2 separate regions of the Sus scrofa genome follow, and region 2 is linked to region 1. The links are chromatin contacts, called in public HiChIP or PLAC-seq maps. All regions are on one chromosome and are shown on one strand. The core of a region is the stretch at or near the end of the contact, and the rest is flanking DNA. Distances in the headings are between cores, read along the strand shown.

Region 1 (7,148 bases), core at 2,446-4,945:
AAAATTGCGCGCCGGAGCGGTGGGCGACTACTTGAAGATGCGCAGGGGCTTGTTCAAGTTTATGGTCTGGTGAGGCAAGAGAGGGTGCAACGTCTCTACCCACGCGGCTGCCTGAAGTTTGCAAAATCTTAGTAAAGGCGACGAGGGGAGTGAGTTCACTGCACCATATTGCCGCGTATCGGAATGCTCGGGGGCAAGGCCGCAGAGTGGAGCTGGCTTCCCTCTTTCTCCTTGGACCCTGGAAAAAGGGGGACGGTGTATCTGGTGGCGTTCTGATAAGCCAGAGTTTGCCAAATATAAGGGGAATTTGGCCTTCCTGACACTTAGCGGGCTGCTACAGTGCTGCGGCGCCCGCCCCCGCCCCCCAGCTCCAGACTGCGGCGGTGCGCACTGAGTCTGCGCAAGGGCTTTTCTCGCTGATGCTGCAGATATAGAGCATAGAGGCGCTGGTGGCAGCGAGAGGGTAGGGGGTGGAGGCGGGAGGGGAAGGCCGGGTTACAGACTTGGCCTCGAAGGAGGAGCCTCTACCCCCAGTGCTGCTGTTTTAGCAGGCTGGAAAAATCCTCGCCTGCTCCCGGGCACATACCACAACATGCTCCCACCTTCCGCGCCTCTATGATCCCCCAAAGGGAATGCTTGGAAATCTCTGCCGCCGCTCCCACCCATTCCTGCTGGCTGCGCCCGCCTGAAAAACCGCGCACTACATCTGCTTATAGACTTCATTGGTGTTTGTCTTGTTTAAATCATTCTGCCGCCTCACACAAATCCCATAAAGGGAACGTACCCACTCTGGACGGATTTCTTTCTCTTTTCTTCTTTTTGCTTTAAATTTTCCTTTAAGAGGAGGCCCTTCAATTCCTATAGATTGAGCAGACCAGATGAGGACCAACCAAAATCCAGCAGCAGCCTCTTTTCTTCTTTGAAGTGTAAGAATTCTTCCCAAGTATCTCCTGCTTATCTCAACACCGCCCCCCCTCCCATCCTGGCTGGGCCCCGACAGCCACTGAAATAAGAGCAAATGGCTACAGTTTAGAAAACAACCAGAAATGAAATTCGATGAGGCAGGATGCGGCGGCAGTGACTGAAAAGTGGGGAAGCCTCGCGTGGGGGAATACCATGTACGATCAAGTGGCACAAAGTCAAAAGAAGGAGAGAAAAGGAGCTAGGGACTCTTCGGTACACAAAGTTGCCATTAAAGTTTATTTCCCTTTTATCCAGATAGGTGACGCTACACTTTGCCAGTTTCTAAAGGCTGCAGGTTTCTGCTTAGAAAATAATATCGAGGCTTCCAACATGTGTTTATTCCCCAGGCGCACGCACACACAGGGTCTACCCCGTAAGCAAGCACGATGACAGGAATGCCAAGCATTTAAACAAAGACAGCCCCCACCCCCACCCAGCCCTCCTAACTGCTCTCCCAAAAAAGGATTCCTCTCCCGCTCTCTTTGGAGTTTGATGTTCTCTCTCAACCTCTGCAGCCCACCGTGGTTTCTCCGAACACCAGCGTAGCTTCCTGGGCTCACCCCGGGTTCCCAAAGCCACAGCTGACCAAGCCTTAACCAAGATGCTAATTCGCTAACGAGAGACACTTCGGGGGTGGGGAATATCGCCTGAGAAGAGGAAAAGGCAAAACGTTTCCTCAAACCAGCTCCAGCGCGCTCACACGCGCACTTGGCATTAGTAAGAGCAAAGAGGAAATTTACCAGCCCCAGGGAGAAAAAACTAGTACCCAACCCCCGCCCCCGGGGGGCAGCGGCTGCACTCGCTGGGGAAGAATAGGGCAATCTTTAGCTTAAGGGGGGGCTTGTTGGGATTGTGCACACTTGGAGTGGCCCCCGGAGCTGAAGCAGAAGCTGGGCTTTCCGAAGCCGGGCGGCTAGCTCGCTCCCGTCTCCCGCCCCCGCCACGGCACTCCTCCCTCCTTCTCTGCGAGTGTGTAGTTTCCGAGGCTCCGCTGCTACCGCCGCCGCCGCCGCCGCTACAGCAGCGTCAGGGACTAGCTTGAGCCGAGAGCGAGGCAGTGAGCTCCCAGCAGCAACCATCACTTTGGGCAAACTTGCGGGTTTCCGGCTGGCGGCTCGCGAGCGGGAGGTTCCCGCTTGCCATTCAGCGCCTTTGAGTCGCGGCAGTCAAAGAGACGGCTGGAGCGCCCGCACCAGACTCTCCCAGACACGAAAGGGGACGAGACAACTGCGGAATTCACCAGCCGTGCCAGGGCACTTCCGAGGCAACAACCGACTGGCACTTTTTCTCCCCTTGGCAAACTGGATTTTTTTTTTTTTTAAGCTACTTGGCAGCTGTCTCTGACTCCCCCCCCCCGCCCCCATGCCTTTTGCTTTTCTTCGGAAATCCGGACAGAATTGGGCATCTTTGTTAATTGCCGTTGGGGGAGCCCGGCCGGGGGCTTCCACCAGGCGAAAGTCGCCTGCGCACCGAGCCTGGTTTGCTCACCTTTGAACTGCAAAGGGATCAAGTTCAGCTCGAGTTGCTAGCGTTGGGACTGGGAGGACGAAGAGAGAGCGTGCAGGAGAGAGGAGTGGGAGAAGGGGAAAGGGGAAAGGAGAGGAGGGAGGAGAGAGGAGGAGGAGAGAGGAGAGGGAGGGAGGGGAGGGATCGAGAGAGAGCGCGGAGAGAGAGAGGCTGCAATCTCCTCCCTGAATCGCGCACAGCGCTGCAGATCCCAGTGCTCTGACATGCGGGCCGAATGCAGGTGAGGAAAGGCACGGACTCTGCGGCTGCGAACCCAAACTTGGGCACCGCACGGTGCGCACGGCTCAGCCTTCAACCCCGCGGGCGAAAGGCTGCTGCGGTTTCAGGCGGCGGCTTCGTGACTAATGACCTTGCGCAGAGTAGTTAAGAAAAAAAAAGAAACCCGAGCTCTCGTGGGTGAAAAGGGACTGACTCTCTGGGCGTCTCTGAAGATGGCTTGGACTGCTCTTTCGCGCGCGGGGGGAACCCGGACGCGGACCGCTGTGTGACGCGAGTGGTCTCCACTGCACCGTGCCCGAAGCGACCTGCCGGGATTTTTCATTCTCGATCTGTTGACTGGCTCTCCCGCTGCCTGAGCGGAGTCGGAGTTGAGACTGGCTTGTTGCTGGCCCTAGCACCTCGTGCAGGAAGCGACTCACGTTTGCCTGGGCAGCCGGAGCAGAAGCTTGGTCTGGAGTGAGTGGCTGGAACGTGAATTGGAGTCAACTCGAGTAGCAGCAGCAAAGACGAGCGGGGTTGGCAGGCGGGGGAGGCTGCAGACTCGCTCCCCGCCGCTTCCCGGCTCCACTGCCCGCGTGCCGGAGCGGTTCCGGCCCCATCCGACACAGCAGGGACGGGAGTCCGGGATCCTCTGCCCGTTGCGGGGATGACTCTGGGGGGGCGCCGAGCTCGCGGCGCGCAGTGTCCCGTGAACTGTGAGTACTGCAACTGAACGGCGGCTGGCGAGCGGGCGATTAGCACCCATTGCATGAATTATGAAACAATAACTTTCGGAAGAAGCAGGAGGGAAAAAAAGAAGAATCTAACGCTGGTCTCCCCTGGCCGACTTTGGACGCTGCTCTTGCCCCCTCCCACCTCTCCCTCTCGCTTCTTCCCTTCTCGGAGAGGGGAGAGGACTGGGAGGAGGGCAGGCGACTGGCCTCGGAGAAGGGGGGCGCCGAGGGGGCCGTGATTAGAAGGAGCAGTAGCAGCAGCAGCAGGAGAAGATGCTGAGGATGCGGACCATGGGATGGGCGCGCGCCTGGTGCCTGGGCTGCTGTCTCCTTTTGCCGCTCTCGCTCAGCCTGGCGGCCGCCAAGCAACTCCTCCGGTACCGACTGGCCGAGGAGGGCCCAGCAGACGTCCGCATCGGCAACGTCGCCTCAGACTTGGGCATCGTGACCGGCTCCGGTGAGGTGACTTTCAGCCTCGAGTCGGGCTCGGAGTACCTGAAGATCGACAACCTCACCGGCGAGCTTAGTACAAGCGAGCGACGCATTGACCGCGAGAAGCTGCCCCAGTGTCAGATGATCTTCGACGAAAACGAGTGCTTTCTGGACTTCGAGGTGTCGGTGATCGGGCCCTCGCAGAGCTGGGTGGACCTTTCGAAGGTCGGGTCATCGTGCTCGACATCAACGACAACACGCCCACCTTCCCGTCTCCCGTGCTCACGCTCACGGTGGAGGAGAACCGGCCGGTGGGCACTCTCTACCTGCTGCCCACCGCCACCGACCGTGACTTCGGCCGAAACGGCATCGAGCGCTACGAGCTGCTCCAGGAGCCCGGGGGCGGCGGTGGCGGCGGCGGCGAAGGCCGGCGCGCCGGGCCTGCCGACAGCGCCCCCTACCCCGGGGGCGGCGGGAACGGCGCGAGCGGTGGCGGCCCTGGAGGCTCCAAGAGGCGGCTGGACGCGCCAGAAGGCGGCGGCGGGACCAACCCGGGCGGCCGCAGCAGTGTGTTCGAACTGCAGGTGGCCGACACCCCGGATGGCGAAAAGCAGCCGCAGCTAATTGTGAAGGGGGCGCTGGACCGCGAACAGCGCGACTCCTATGAGTTGACCCTGCGGGTGCGCGACGGCGGCGACCCGCCTCGATCCTCTCAGGCCATCCTGCGGGTGCTTATCACCGACGTGAACGACAACAGCCCCCGCTTTGAGAAGAGCGTGTATGAGGCTGACCTGGCAGAGAACAGCGCCCCGGGGACCCCCATCCTGCAGCTGCGTGCCGCCGACTTGGACGTGGGGGTCAACGGGCAGATAGAGTACGTTTTCGGGGCGGCTACCGAGTCTGTGCGGCGGTTACTGCGCCTCGACGAGACGTCCGGCTGGCTCAGTGTCCTGCACCGTATCGACCGCGAGGAGGTGAACCAGCTGCGCTTCACCGTCATGGCCCGCGATCGTGGGCAGCCCCCCAAGACCGACAAGGCCACGGTGGTCCTTAATATCAAGGACGAGAACGACAATGTGCCGTCCATTGAAATCCGCAAGATCGGTCGTATCCCACTCAAGGACGGGGTGGCCAATGTGGCAGAGGACGTTCTAGTCGACACTCCCATTGCCCTGGTGCAGGTGTCCGACCGAGACCAAGGCGAGAACGGAGTGGTCACCTGCACTGTAGTGGGCGACGTGCCCTTCCAGCTCAAGCCAGCCAGTGACACAGAGGGCGACCAGAACAAGAAAAAGTACTTCCTGCACACCTCGGCCCCTTTGGACTATGAGACCACCCGGGAGTACAACGTAGTCATAGTGGCGGTGGACTCAGGCAGCCCCAGCCTCTCCAGCAACAACTCCCTGATTGTCAAGGTGGGGGACACCAATGACAACCCGCCCGTCTTTGGGCAGTCGGTAGTGGAGGTTTACTTTCCTGAGAACAACATCCCTGGAGAGAGGGTAGCCACCGTGCTGGCGACAGACGCAGACAGCGGGAAAAACGCTGAAATCGCCTACTCGCTGGACTCTTCTGTGATGGGGATCTTCGCCATCGATCCCGATTCAGGGGACATCCTCGTCAATACCGTGCTGGACCGCGAGCAGACTGACAGGTATGAGTTTAAAGTTAACGCCAAAGACAAAGGCATCCCAGTGCTACAGGGCAGCACCACAGTGATTGTGCAGGTGGCTGACAAGAATGACAACGATCCTAAGTTTATGCAGGACATCTTTACCTTTTACGTGAAAGAAAACTTGCAGCCCAACAGCCCCGTGGGAATGGTCACGGTGATGGATGCTGACAAGGGGCGCAATGCAGAGATGAGCCTGTACATAGAGGAGAACAGTAACATTTTTTCCATTGAAAATGACACGGGGACCATTTACTCCACAATGTCTTTTGACCGGGAACATCAGACCACTTACACATTCAGAGTCAAGGCTGTGGATGGAGGAGATCCTCCCAGATCTGCCACAGCCACAGTCTCTCTCTTTGTGATGGATGAGAATGACAATGCTCCCACAGTTACCCTTCCCAGAAACATTTCCTACACTTTACTGCCACCTTCAAGTAATGTCAGGACAGTAGTAGCTACGGTGTTAGCAACAGACAGTGATGATGGCATCAATGCAGACCTGAACTACAGCATTGTGGGAGGCAATCCCTTCAAGCTGTTTGAGATTGATCCCACCAGTGGTGTGGTTTCCTTAGTGGGAAAACTCACACAAAAGCATTATGGCTTGCACAGGTTGGTGGTGCAAGTGAATGACAGTGGGCAGCCTTCCCAGTCCACCACAACTCTGGTGCATGTGTTTGTCAATGAAAGTGTTTCAATGCAACAGTGATCGACTCCCAGATAGCCAGAAGTTTGCACACCCCCCTCACCCAGGATATAGCTGGTGACCCAAGCTATGAAATTAGCAAGCAAAGACTCAGTATTGTCATTGGGGTGGTTGCTGGAATTATGACAGTGATTCTAATCATCTTAATTGTAGTGATGGCCAGGTATTGCCGGTCCAAAAATAAAAATGGCTATGAAGCCGGCAAAAAAGATCATGAAGACTTTTTTACACCCCAGCAACATGACAAATCTAAAAAGCCTAAAAAGGACAAGAAAAACAAAAAATCTAAGCAGCCTCTCTACAGCAGCATTGTCACTGTAGAAGCTTCTAAACCAAATGGACAGAGGTATGATAGCGTCAATGAGAAGCTGTCAGACAGCCCAAGCATGGGCCGATACCGATCAGTTAACGGTGGGCCTGGCAGTCCTGACCTGGCCAGGCATTACAAATCCAGCTCCCCATTGCCTACTGTCCAGCTTCACCCCCAATCACCAACAGCAGGAAAAAAACACCAGGCCGTACAAGATCTACCACCAGCTAACACGTTTGTGGGAGCAGGAGACAACATTTCAATTGGGTCAGATCACTGCTCTGAGTACAGCTGTCAAACCAATAACAAGTACAGCAAACAGGTAAGATACATCCCAAATATATTTAAATATCTGAGACAGCATTTTCTGCAAAGTTTTGTCTTATCTGTTAAAGCTATTAGTTAAAATTTAATAGCTGGGATTTAGTGTTGATGTAATTTACACATTATTTATTTAGTAGAGACTGTTTATAAAATGTACACCCCTGTATTTTGCACATTAGAGTTTACCAAGCTACTGCAGAAAACACTGCAGGCAGTGTTTTGCACTTCTCTTTGTACTTGGCAATCCTAATTCATCCTACATTTTCTGTTTCCAGA
Region 2 (7,148 bases), core at 2,552-5,051, 150 kb after region 1:
AGTTGTAGACTCAAAGTTAGTAAACAATTACTATGAGAAAGTTCTTTAAATTTTGTATTAGAAAAACCAATTACTGGAAAACACACACGCATTCATGAGTACACACCATGTTGTCAAGGGAGCCAGCTTAGTCGACTAAGGAAAAAACTGAGGTTTATTTATTTATTTTTCATTCCTGAATCTATAGGCTATAGACTCTATGTTAAACTTAAATGGATGACAGATTGTTTATTAAATAATAAAGCCAGTCCATAAAAATCAGGTGCTTTTGTACTCTCTTCACAACAGTTGTCTTATATGGTGAATGAAAAAGCTAGTATTGTCAAAGTTCAGCTGAGGAAACTCCAGATGCTGTTCCACATTCCTGGTTACCAGGATACCTGGCTTGGTCCAATGTGTAAACATTTCAAAAGCAAACAAGTGCAAAAGGTTCTTACAGGCTGGATTAAGGGTGGTCTCTTACAAGATGCTGTTTAATGAAAACTATTTTGAAAGGCAATATTCAAATAAAGAATGAGGGGGATAAACTTTGAAGACATGTATGAAAAAATCTTTAGGAATTACATGTGATTAAGTACAAGTTTAATGTAAATTAGCACTGAGGATACCTCTTGTAACAAAATGAGCCCATGTGATTTTAGCTTGATTAAGATGATGGCGTACAAGTTCCCCTTGTGACTCAACAGAAACAAATCCGACTAGGATCCATGAGGACATAGGTTTGATCCCTGGCCTCTCTCAGTGGGTTAAGGATCTGGTGTTGTCGTGAGCTGTGGTTTAGGCTGCCCCTGTGGCTTGGATCTGGCATTGTTGTGCTGTGGTGTAGGCTGGCAGCTGCATCTCTGATTAGACCCCTAGCTTGGGAACTTCATATGCCCTGCGTGTGGCCCCAAAAAGACAAAAAAAAAAAAAGTTGATAGCATAAGAGAAATAGAAGCAGAGAGATGGTTCCACACTGGTCAGACCTACTGGTAGTATTCTTGTCAGAAGCCAACCAGAGGACGAGATCTCTGCTTGACCCGAAGCGGGACCCAGGCACCCAGAGATTTCTCACCCCCTTCCTTGCCTTGAAATGTACTTCATACTCACCATTCCCACAGCAGGAGCCATGTCCAAGGATTCAGTCTTAAAAGAGCAAGGTGTTGTTGACACCATCTGGCAGTATATGTGACTGAAGCCAATGAAGTTCTCTATACAAACTTTCAAGATCATGGCAAGTGGCACAGAGATCTACTCATCTTGCAGCTGCCCCAGACAAGCCTCCTCTGTAAGTTCCTTTTCTTATTAAACCTGTCACTTTTTTTTTGTTTTGTTTTGTTTTTTTGTTTGTCTTAATGGCTGTGTTCATGGTGTATGGAAGTTCTGGGTCAGGGATTGAATCCAAGCAGGTGTGGCAACACTGGATCCTTTAACCCACTGCACCAGACAGGGGATCAAACTTGCACCTCTGTAGTGACCCAGGCTGCTACAGTAAACCACGTAACCCATTGCGCTACAGCAGGAACTCCCAAACCTGCCACCTTCTAATCAAGAATGATTTACCTCCTTCACGGGTCTTTCCTTCCTTCTGTGTCCAGAGGCCGGTTTCAGATTTTACCTGGCAAGCTCTCAAAATTTCGAACTGACAGTTGTGCTTATTTTTAGGCATCTCAGGTAGCAAGTGACAAAATTCAGTAAAAAACTGGAATCATTTTTAAGAGGTAGCAAGTTAGGATGGCAAAAGTGTCATTCAAAGAAAAGTTAAAGATATTAGAATGTTTGACTCAGAGAATGGAAGATTTGGATGTTTATAGGGCTTCATTTTTTTAGTTTCAACTAGTTGAAAATTCGCCATGTTCAGGAGGAATTAAGTTCTAGTTTTCAAGACAGTAATAGAAAGCTACAGGAAAAATAACTTCTGATCGGTATTAGAACATTCAAATGGGGACATATCCAGAAATAACATGGGAATCCTGGCAAGTCATGAGTGCCCACCCTTTAAGGATCTTTTTTTGTTTTGGTCTTTTGTCTTTTTAGGACCCGCACCCTTGGCATATGGAGGTTCCCAGGCTAGGGGTCTAATCGGAACTACAGCTGCCGGCCTATACCACAGCCATACCAGATCTGAGCTGCATCTGCGACCTACACCACAGCTCACAGCAATGACGGATCCTTAACCCACTGAGCCAGGCCTGTGACCGGACCTGCAACCTCATGGTTCCTAGTCAGATTTGTTTCTACTGTGCCACGATGGGAACTCCCCTTTAAGGATCTTAAATAGAGGCAAGACCATCATTTGGTAGATGCTTCTGTGAATCTCACAGAGGAAATTTGAGCTTCTGAGCAATGGTTTTCTTCACCATATGAAGCATCGACTTGTTATCATGCAGAGCTCTTATAGCTGGGACATTTAGGTCATGAGACAATCACTGAAGGTAAATAATAATTTATATGTGCTCTTAGTGACTCTCAGTGGCATCATATTTTTAGGAAAACCTCGTTAAATAGACCTTATAAAAATGTACATACCTTCTATCTTTCCAGCACAGTTATCATTTTCTCTAGCGATGAGTAATTAAGTTAGCGACCAGCCAAAGTAGTTGGCATATGCAGAGTATGTTGTAGGAAAACTATAGCATTTGACCTTTGAATCACAGTTGGCTTGGAAAGAGCCTCACATGCTGGGAGGAAGGTTGGAACTAGAAGGACTGAGGGAAGAGCAGATCCTTTCCTAGCATCTCACATTTGGGGGCATATCTTCCCAGAGTGGAAAACTGGACCCAATTTTGTACACAGCCTGGTCTCCCTCTGTTTTCTTCCCTGAAGCTGTATAGTTAAAGTCCCATTTGTGAAGTGAACATGGTATGACTCCACTCTTGCCTTTTTAAAGCTCTGTTATTAGCTGATAATCTTGAGCTATTTCTGTTCCAAATCACATGACTCCTTTTAGTTCCTTCCTTTACCTTCATTGCTTTACTTGGTAAGATGAATGAAGCAGGCATTTCCATGCTGAAGTGCTCTACCAGGAAGTTTCACTTTATTTGTGTGTTGGTAATGGGGTGTGGTTTGAGAAGTTGACTTTGACTTATTACCTTCTCACTTATTACGGTTTACTTTTGCACAACCAATCCACATAATCTCATTAGATTCTCTAATCTTCCCCAAGAAAGTGTTATTATTATTAGCATTGTGAGTTTAAGGTAATAGATCGAAACCGAGAAGAAACTGAGATCTGTTTGACCTCACAGCCCACATGCTTTCTGTCACACACTCCCGCCTCCCTTATTTGACTCAGACATTTTTAATAGAGGCATTTTCAGGCTGGCAGCTATAACATGAGATCGAATTGACTCTAGCTGCTAACTTTTCAGGTTACATTTCTGTGAAATAAAGTGAATGACTATTTTGCTTAGACAGCTTTGCTGAGTAATCATTTGCTTTCCAGCCATGGCCATAAAAGGAAAAATGCCTTCCACAAATAGTATCTTGGGCAAAAATAAAATGATTGTTCTTTTTGATGGGTTTTTACTCCTTTTCTGGAATCCTTACATGGTAAATTGGAATAAGACGATAGTTTATAGAGAAATGAGGCTTGAAAAGGACAGATGAAACCTTCCAACAGCTAGTAAAGAAGTTTCTGGATGCAGCTCTTGTGGAAAGGATAACAAACCTGCCTTAGTTGTCCCCCCCCGCCCCCAGAACATAGAGCTAGACAGAAGGGGGAGCAAAAACATATAACCCTACCCTTAAGTGTCAGTTAAAGCTGATTCATGGTGGGGAAATGGCAAATGCCTATCTAACACCCTTCCTCGCTGTCCCCGAGGCAGAGCTCTCTGTTTGCCTAAGGTGATGAGATCAAATTGCTGTCAGCCCAGGGTTTCTGTGCGGGTCCACAGATCAGAGCTCTCTGTGGCTTTTCAGAAACACAAACTACAGATCGAGAATTATTGCCGGTCTGAACTTTCAGTTCTGATTTGATTTGGTTATTCCGTGTAGAATTAGCCTCGCTGTGTTGAGGTAGATAAAGGTGGGGCTGGAGGTGAGGAGCCAATTTAATATTTCCCAAAGGCCCCCTCCAGGAAACTGTTTTGTAAAGGATACTCTCCCAGCAGGGAGAAAACATGTATGGTTTATGGTATGCTTTGTGATAATCTAGAGCATTTGTCATGCACTCCAGGGTGCCTGATAATAAAATAATTGTTGAACAAAAATAGTGAAAATAGCCTCTTCTGAGACAGTACATGACACACCCAGTAACTTTTACATTCATATTTTTGTGTTTTTCTACTGTGTCTCATCATCCAAGTTGTAAGCTTCTTGGAGGAAGGAAAGGCAAGGTTTGATACATCCGTGGATCCATCTGAGAGCCTGGCACAGTGCCTTTCACTCGGTGGGAACCCACAGAAGGTTTGGTGATTCACTGGTATTGCTGCTTTCCTTGTGAGAAAGGGGAAGACAGACTGCACAGGGTGATGGGGAATATGCCTATTTTTCCCTGTCACCTGTATGGATCACCTGAGGGGAAAATAGCATTCATTTTTTCAGTCTGATTGTAGGGCTATTCAAAAGAGCTGTTTGAATTTTATCAGAGAGGAAATTCTCATTTCAGGAAACTAACATAGAATTCTGGATTAGGATGCACTTTAAAAATTTCATGGTATTTTTAATATATGTTAAAATTTAGGTCTGTCAATCATGTTGGTGTTTCTATACGAGGATGTCACAAAACCTTTCCCTAAAAGAGGCTCAAATTTGAAGCCACATTAATTATTATTAATAGTTATTATCCATCATTACACGTCTTGTAAAATCCATCATGTTCACTACTTTTCAGTAGTGCTGTCAGAAATGCATCCTGACAGAAATAAAAATTCATGCACTACTAACTAGGACTTGAGTTAATGACACCAACTGTTATGAATATTCACTTTTTAAAGATACCATTTCTGGCGAAATTCCTATATGCCAGGCATGGTGCTAAGTGTTTTACATACATCACCTCGTTTAATCCCTATTATAATGCTATTTTAAAGATGAAGAAATGGTGATTTAAGTTCATTTGCATGTTAAGATCATACAAAATGGTACAGCCTGCAAAACTCCAATTTTAAACATTGCACTGTTGACTTAAGTTCCTTGCTGAATTGTCCCTGCCTTTTCCTGAGCCCTGGGGAACAGACATAGGATATATTCTGATTTAGCTACTGATGTGAAAACTTCAGTGCCTTCCATTTTATGATGCTTATTTAAAGACTTCTGTTTGGGTAACAGCAATTCCAAGTGCTTAGTTTGTTTTTCCCTTCTTTTGTTCCCTGAGTGCGTTTAGACCATATAACTAAATGATACACCCCTGATTGATGGGAAAACAAAAAACATCTATCTTTATGCAACTGTGACTGATGAAAGCCAGGATCTAGTATTGAAAATTCCTGATCCCTAGCATAGGCCTGTTGTTTCAGAATCCAAGAAAACAAAAGCAATTTGTTCTTTTACTCAAGAGCGCATCCAATGCCAAGCTGTCAAACCCAGAAGTATTATGATGCATCTGTATCGCCATATGTTGACAGATGTTTCTGTCTGTAACTCTAGCTTTCTGATGTACAGTGTGGCGTCCACTCAGAAATTTTTCACTTTTTGAGGTTTCATCTGCAAAAAAAGTTCACTCATATGAAAAAGAATTAGTAAAATGAAAAAGAGTGAATTAAAAATATGCAAAATTGATGGAGAGCCAAGGATGTTACCAACCTTTTTTCCTCCCAGCTAGTGATGGAGAACAACATGATAATCTTGGATTCCTTCTGTCAGACAGCACAGAACTATTCCAAAGGACAGTGCCAGTTCCAAGATGGTGGCATAGCTACAGCTGGTACAGCAGCATGCCGCCCTGCCCCAGGACGATAAACGTGCAGTCTCTTTAGGACTCATTGTAGTAAAAAAAGAAGTTTGCAATCCAATGCAAGGGAAACATTAAAACACACCGATTATTAAATTGAAGTTTAACCTATTCAGAAATGATCAAGTTGACTTAATTTTTTAAAAAAGAAAGGAAAAGACATAGAATGCTTCATTTGGAAATTTTTTGCATTTAATATCTCATCTCCCTTTACTCAGGGCAGGTTCTTCCTATTCATAGATAGCCTCTGTGGAGTTGCAGGTTTCAAGACCTGTCTTTGACAGAAACTGCTCTCTACATGTGTTATCCCGTCTGGGAAGTGCAAAAATAGCACCAGTTGATTTCCCCACTGCACCCATGGAAAGACCACATTTTGGCATCACTTGGAAGCCATTGTTTGTAAGAGGGAGAACTGTCTGTGACTCATGGATCCTCACCTCTTGTCTCACACTTTGCTTCAAGCGCTGTCTCAGCTGTGCATCACGTTGATCTTTGGGCTGCATCTCTTTCCCAGTTGCCCTCAACTAAGTCTTATCACTAGATTTTGTACTTTGCAGTACCTGTAAATGTCTTATATGGCCAAAATTCTGATAGTTTACTCACTTTTTGTTCACCCCGTAGCAATAGTTTAGATGTTCTCTTGCCATATGTTTTATTTGGCTCCTCTGTGGTCTTTGTGCTAATGGCACATGTTGCTTGAATTTGGGTTGATATGTCTGTGAACTTTACGTCGGTGATGCCTTTCCCCATTTTATTTAAAGACTATTTATGGGGCCATCATACTAGAACACCTATGAGGAGTTCAAGTTCTGGAGATGGTGAGAAACTTGATATTGTGTTTAATTATTTAGGTAAAATAGTTGATATAATGTTAGCTGATAGAACATAAAAAACATTCCAAAAGCTTAACCTAATTTTATTCCATGCATATTTCCAGGGCCTGGCCTGGGCTCCTTTTATTTTGTGGCTTCACAGCCACTAGGGCTATTGAGCCTTCTGCTGGATCCTCTGCATCCAGCCTGAAGAATGCAGACTGCTTTCTTAGTCACTTTGGTCCTTATGTTTCTTCCGATATTGTATTGATGAGTATGTGTCTCCTGACTCCAACTAAAGCCAACAGCAGCAAGGAAATGTTATCTCTGGCTGAAGGGATACCTCCAAGTTATATGTCTACTAATAAAAGACTGAATTGTTGATGGTTAGCTGGTAACTTGTGATTGGACTATTCAGAATAAGTGATTTAGTGCTATGCTCTGTCTCTGCATATATAAAGGGC

Evidence for each region. HiChIP or PLAC-seq counts read pairs in DNA pulled down with a chosen protein or histone mark.
Region 2: a contact with region 1 is called in an H3K27ac HiChIP or PLAC-seq map of skeletal muscle. The contact joins the enhancer-like site here to the promoter of PCDH7 in region 1. A contact is called at or near these places in 5 of 47 Hi-C or Micro-C datasets (embryonic fibroblasts, epiblast stem cells, heart right ventricle and 2 more) and 1 of 2 datasets of contacts at active chromatin or transcription factors (skeletal muscle).

What each region holds. Positions count from the first base shown.
Region 1 is chr8:23,455,780-23,462,927 of Sscrofa11.1, forward strand. PCDH7 (protocadherin 7) reads left to right here and starts at 3,696. Exons shown (of 5, transcript NM_001244484.1): 1 at 3,696-4,072; 2 at 4,075-6,226; 3 at 6,229-6,870. The coding sequence starts at 3,696.
Region 2 is chr8:23,606,795-23,613,942 of Sscrofa11.1, forward strand. All of the region lies in intron 3 of PCDH7 (protocadherin 7), which reads left to right. Among named protein-coding and RNA genes, the nearest start is that of PCDH7, 150 kb to the left of the region's middle. Within about 2 kb of position 3,802, at least 8 of the 83 cell types and tissues checked have an H3K27ac peak or open chromatin away from gene starts, as enhancers often do. A contact at or near this core is called in skeletal muscle, where this site is marked.